2 separate regions of the Gossypium hirsutum genome follow, and region 1 is linked to region 2. The links are chromatin contacts, called in public Hi-C maps. All regions are on one chromosome and are shown on one strand. The core of a region is the stretch at or near the end of the contact, and the rest is flanking DNA. Distances in the headings are between cores, read along the strand shown. Region 1 holds the start of LOC107957050 (probable aspartic proteinase GIP2). Region 2 overlaps LOC107959991 (fruit protein pKIWI502).

Region 1 (3,187 bases), core at 687-3,186, 360 kb after region 2:
GCATCTCTTTTTCTTTATAAGACTTTGAAAAATTTAATGTTTTAGACATGCTTCAGGCATGTACATAATGCTTTTATATTGATCATTATATTTATTAGTATCATTCTTTTTTTTTAACCTTATACTTTTGCTCAACTAGTAGAATTATAATGTCAATATAAACTGTGGTAATTTATAATTTCATTGTCATTCATTTTATCTAGTATCCACATATAAGTAACATTATGACATTTACTTCTAAAAATGTCTAAACCAATGAAAGGTCCATAATATTATTATTTCAACAAAAAAAATATAATTTTTATAAACATATATACAATATTAACTTTAGGGAATATGTCAAAATTTTCAGATATCCAAATTAAGTTCAGTGATCAAAAGTGACCATAAAATTTATTATATTTATTCTAAACATTCACTTCAAGGAATGTATAAGAAATAATTGGGAAAATAATGTAAACCTATTTGATATTCTTTGCCAATAAGATCATAAGATATTACCTGTTCCAAAGAATGATTAATTAGTATAAACAATAGATTATTTTGTTTCAGGAATAAACATTTAGCAATATTTTGGACTATCCATCTTCCACTTATCTATTTGCCAATAACAACAATAAGTTTCATTCTTTTTTAGGAATGAATAAACAATATAATTTGTTAATAAAGCCAATAAAGTCATCATTGTTTGCAAGTTTACTTCAATATCATTGTGATAAATCAAATGTGTCTATATATTGTTCCTTTTTCTTTTTAATCAAACCTTGGCAAAATAGTCAACCAATATGCATGTGTCAAATGATCTTTGAGTATCACATAAATATTTTCATTCTCTTTGAAGGGCTATTTGAAAAACTAATACATAATTTTAAAGAATCTTTTACGTGTTTTCTTAGAAAAATTCATGATTAATATCATTATATAATTCTCAAGTATGAATAGATTTGAAGTACAAACTAATAATTACATTTAATAAACATTTACAATAGATAATAAGAGATAAAAAATCATACAATTTAATCAAAATTAAAACTAAACCAATAAATTCTATAAAAAAATAACAAATATATATTCACATAGAAAGCACAACAATTAAATTGGAGAAGAGATTTATAAATTCATAGAGATACAACTAGAGAATTATATAAATTGAACTTCTTAATAAAAATTGAATCAATTTATAAAAAAATTAGACTTACTTAAGTAATTGTGGATGAGAAGCGGAGACTATGAGCATTCTTTGCACTGAAGAGAAAGTGATTATCCCTAAGCAAATCTCTAGCAACCACTCACAATTTTTTTAACCAAACAATTAAATTTCAATACTTGGAGCCTAACAAAATTTTAACGTAAACTAAGGACCTATTACTCTTGAATAAGATCATACTAATAACATATTATAAAATAATAATAATGCAAAGAACATAAAAATAGTAGATGAGAATAAGAGGGATTTTTATTACATTTATTTTATTAATTATCGTCATTACAAGTAGTATACTCATATATATAGAGAGAGAGAAAGAGAAATTAGACTCTTAATTTTTTAATACATAAATAAAAAAACGGTTACAAGAAAATAAAAAGATGAAAAGTTGAGGAATATGAAAGATGAAAAATTGATTATAATTAACATTTACTTAATAGGATTCATAGCGGGAAAACATTAATTAACAAATTATAACATTTTTAATCGAAGGACAAAAACGAAACTTAAAAGCACCGGTGTAGTTTATTTAATCACATTTTTCCCCGACACTTTTCTTTATCCATTTATAAGTTATCCATCCGTGAGGCTTGACTTGCTCCAAGGAAAAAATAACCACAAAAACTCCAACACATAAAAAACGTGCCTTCGGGCATTTTTTTTTCCTCCCCGGGAAATGTACTGTAGAATCTCAAGAAGATAAAAGAAAAAAAAAGGAAGAAATAGATGGCAATGAGTCAGCCGCTACAAAGATAAACATTGTGATGGTCCCACAAATTCCCTCACTAGTGGTCTTTACCACTCTGTTTGTTAGCGATTAAAACAAATGAAATAAAATAAAATCAATTCAAATCTTATCCTTTTCCCTTACTAACAATTCCACCCAACCGCGTCGATCCATCGCATCTCCTTATTTCTTAAACTGCAATTTAACTTATTTAGACAATCAATACTAAGACTTGTCTACTGTTACTTTCCCTTCCTCACATGGCTTCCCTTTCTCAGTTTCTTCTCTTTTTCTCTTTCCTTTTCTGCCTGAAAAACACGTTTCCCGTTCTGGGTTTTCAATCAAATTTTGCTTTGTTTCCTGTTGCAAAAGATGCAGCAACTCTTCAGTATGTTGCAAGGATCTCTCATGGCGCTCCTTTGGGATCCACTGACCTTGTGGTTGATCTTGGCGGTTCGTTTCTTTGGATGGATTGCAATTCCGGACACGTGTCTTCATCATACAGGTTGATCTCAAGCTGCTCCGTCAACTGCTCTAGAGCAAAGTTCCATGATCTTGGAAGCACGAGTTGTCTATTAAACACCAACTGTTATGTGTCCCCTTACAATGGCGTAACAGGATCCACTTCAGTGGGGGAACTAGTAGAGGATGTCATAGCCGTTGATTCTGTTGACCCTTCAGATGTAGGCCAAAGCACAACCGTGGATCACTTTCTCTTTGCTTGTGCACCGACGTTTCATTTACAAGGTTTAGCAAGTGGTGCCAAGGGAATGATGGGTTTAGGGAAAGCTTCGATTTCGCTGCCATCACAACTGAGTTCTTCAATTGGACACCCTCAGAAGTTTAGTGTTTGTTTATCATCGTCAACCGGTGTCCTATTAACCGGCAGTGGTGACACCGTTTTCGGTACCAAAATAGCAAGGTCACTAGCATACACACCCCTCATCACCAAACAAAATGACTACTTGATTAATGTTCAATCCATCAAGATCAATGGAAGGAGATTAGCAGTCCATGAACAAGGCAAATTAGAAGCAAAATTAAGCACAGTTGTGCCTTACACCACAATGGTAAGCTCGGTTTATGCAATATTTTCTAAAGCTTATGTTGAGGCTGCCACTAAGATGAATATGACTAGAGTAGAAACTGTGGCTCCATTCGGACTCTGCTTTAGTTCTAAAGGGCCATTGGTGCCTGAAATTGATCTAGTTTTGCAAAGTGAGATGGTGAAGTGGAGAATTCAAGGTAGGAAT
Region 2 (2,888 bases), core at 328-2,827:
TAACCATTCTAATTTTTTTATAATTACATTAAAAAAGAAAATATAATCATTAAATTAAGTTATTTATCCTGACTAATAGTTTTAAATTTTGTATTTGTGTATAACGTACATTACGTATGTAATTGAGCTATGTTTGTGTGTATATTTATATATATTATTTTAAAACTAAAAATTAAACTATTAAGTATATTTGAAAAAAAAATTATAAATGCAAATAAATTTGAAACAGTACACTAAAACACATTGGTATCGATATGTCCCAGTACCTAAGCAAAAAGGGTATATCCATTGATATGGTGCTGATGACCTTGTGTCCAAGTGTTAACCACATTCTAGCCAATATGGAAGAAAGCAATGGCTCTTAGTTGAGACTTCAAATCACTTTCAGTTAGACCGTGTATTTCTTTCTGTTAAAAGGACTAGTAAGCCTTAAATGCTAGTATTTCTATAGCATTATAGAATTAAAAAGTGGTTTATGACTAGGAATTAAACTATTTGAGCAGAATGCTATAGGTTCTCTTGACCTACTGGTAGAGATATATTTTTTTTTTTAAAATAAAAGAATTACTAGGAAAGAGGATTTGAATTTTACTGAATTTATTCACTTACCACTTAGCCAAATGCTTATGCTTAGGGGCTATTATATTATTCCAAATGTGAAGTCTTATTTAAGGAACATTATTGGGCTTGAGTTTTGCATTCTTCAGTTATTTCTAGTCTCCACTTGAAATGAAATCTTAACTGCTAGACGAATGTATGGCTGAGCCGTGGAACTGACTAAATGGACCTTTTCTAAGATTAGGGTAGGCTGGCGAATGAGATCCTGTATGAAGAAGCTCATTGCTTCATGTAGAAAGTGAACAAAGCCACTGTAGTTCACTTCATTATGGCAGGCAATGACTCAGTCAACTGGAAATGCCTATTCATTTCATTGATTCTTAGTTTTCCGACCACTTTTCATAAGCAACATTTTACGAGTCTGCTTAGGAGGTCATTTACTGTGTTGAGGAGTTGGGACATTGTATTTGTATATAAGGTGAATGTTGGTAAGCAGGGCATGAGTAACAGACTTATGCTACGTGAAAATTTTCACTTATTTTGAAGAGCTTATTTTTAAAGGAGTTTTTACTTATCTTTCTTGTTTCAAGTTAAAATTTTTAACGAATTATTCTTTATTTTATGTCCAACTATCGTAATATATACGTACTAAATAAGTTTTTTCATGTTATTACACTAGTAATTAAACAGGACATTATTGGTTTATGCAGGAAGTGACTTCAATACTTGTAGCAGATGGAGTTTCGAGTGAGAAGATCCTAAAGAACTTTTGATGGAGTTAAAACGGAACTTTTATTATTTGTTGTATCATTGAGGAAAAGCTGATAATTAATTCTTTCTCACCATAGCTAAGAATGAAAGCACACGCTTGGCTAATAAACTCTTCATGTTTGGGAACTAATTCATTCAGCTGCTAATGTTTTTGCTGAAGCCAACTCTGAGTAATTATGAGTGAGTTGGGTGATTCACTCCTGTTAGTCTTCTCATTTGTTGAAATCACAGCAAGAAAATAATATTCTTGCTCCATAAGGAAATTGGTAGGGAGGAGAATAGATGATGTTTTTTCAATTGTTCATAGATCAGAAGTTATTTTCTTATAAGGAAGTGGCGACGCTTTTTCTTCCATAGAAATTTTCATTGTGTTGAGAGAATGTCGGAGAGAAACTCGGCAAATATGTTTTAAAGAACACGGTTCATTGGACTTTGCTAATAGAGATTAAGAATCAATATTATTATCAATTAAAACGGAATATTAACTTGTTGATTGTAGGAAATCAAAGAATTTTTTAGGGTAATGGCAAGGTACATTGTATTTTTAAAGAGGGAATGGAAATTAAATTCTGAAGATGATGTTGTGGGAGAGATAATTATAAATTTCAAAAATAGATGGTAAATAGATATGAAAACAAACAAAAAAAAATTAGAATTTACAAGATTCATACAAGTCAAATAAGAGCAAAATCCAGTTTTAATTATTCAAGGTTATCTACATTAAAATAATGTTGTTTGAATTAGATTAGATCAACGAGTTGGATTGAGAATTGACTGGTGTATCAGACCAAAAAGAGGCTTTGAATCGATTGATTCATGAACTGGTATCTATCGATTGAATTGGATAAAAACTAGTTGAACTATATTTTTTAAGTTTTATCTTTTTTTTGAATTTTAATAAATTTTTAAATGAATTAATTGAACCAATTGAATTAATTCAACTAATAAACCAATAGTCTGATTGATTCGACCGTCAACTTATTTTAAAAAAAACATTGATTATAATCCCAAACTTGAAGTTTTTTAACCATATTAAGTTACTAATTACTTACACTGCCTAAATAATTCAAAAAGGCCTAAAACCAACTTGAAAGTTTAATAAAATAACTAGTCAAAATAAAGTTAAAAAACCTAATAATGAAAAAAAAAGTCCAAAATGCGTAAGGTATATTTGTTCTTCGCAAATTAGCTAGCATGAGATTGACACTATGCGTTAGTTTTTTTTACTCTTAGCGTAGTGATTTCACTATAAATTATAGTAATGTTTTCAACTATTTAAATTAGTAAAAGTTTCACATGTTTATTTAGTATTCATTATAGGGATGTGGTCAATGATTTTACATGAAAAAAAAATAGTTAAACAAATATTGAATTATAAATTACTTAAGACTTAATTAATATTATGTTGTATAATAAAAAAAATGTTTTGTAATGCAGAAAATAACTTATTTATTAGAAGGTAATCTAAATAGCCCATAGTCTATTGGTAGAAAAAAAAAGGTTCAAAATCAATGAGATTATGAAGAGTAAGTGACTTATGTTAGGACTATTATATTGGA

What was found. Hi-C and Micro-C count contacts between places; a contact is called where the count stands out from the background.
Region 1: a Hi-C map of seedling shows a contact between it and region 2, with 2.9 times the contacts expected there. The contact joins the promoter of LOC107957050 here to the enhancer-like site in region 2. A contact is called at or near these places in 2 of 34 Hi-C or Micro-C datasets (leaf and seedling).

Annotation. Positions count from the first base shown.
Region 1 is chrA05:77,018,339-77,021,525 of Gossypium_hirsutum_v2.1, forward strand. LOC107957050 (probable aspartic proteinase GIP2) reads left to right here and starts at 1,937. Exons shown (of 1, transcript XM_016892480.2): 1 at 1,937-3,187. The coding sequence starts at 2,195.
Region 2 is chrA05:76,662,179-76,665,066 of Gossypium_hirsutum_v2.1, forward strand. LOC107959991 (fruit protein pKIWI502) reads left to right here. Exons shown (of 5, transcript XM_016896185.2): 5 at 1,269-1,459. The coding sequence ends at 1,331. Among protein-coding and RNA genes, the nearest start is that of LOC107959991, 9.1 kb to the left of the region's middle. Within about 2 kb of position 1,578, at least 1 of the 9 cell types and tissues checked has an H3K27ac peak or open chromatin away from gene starts, as enhancers often do.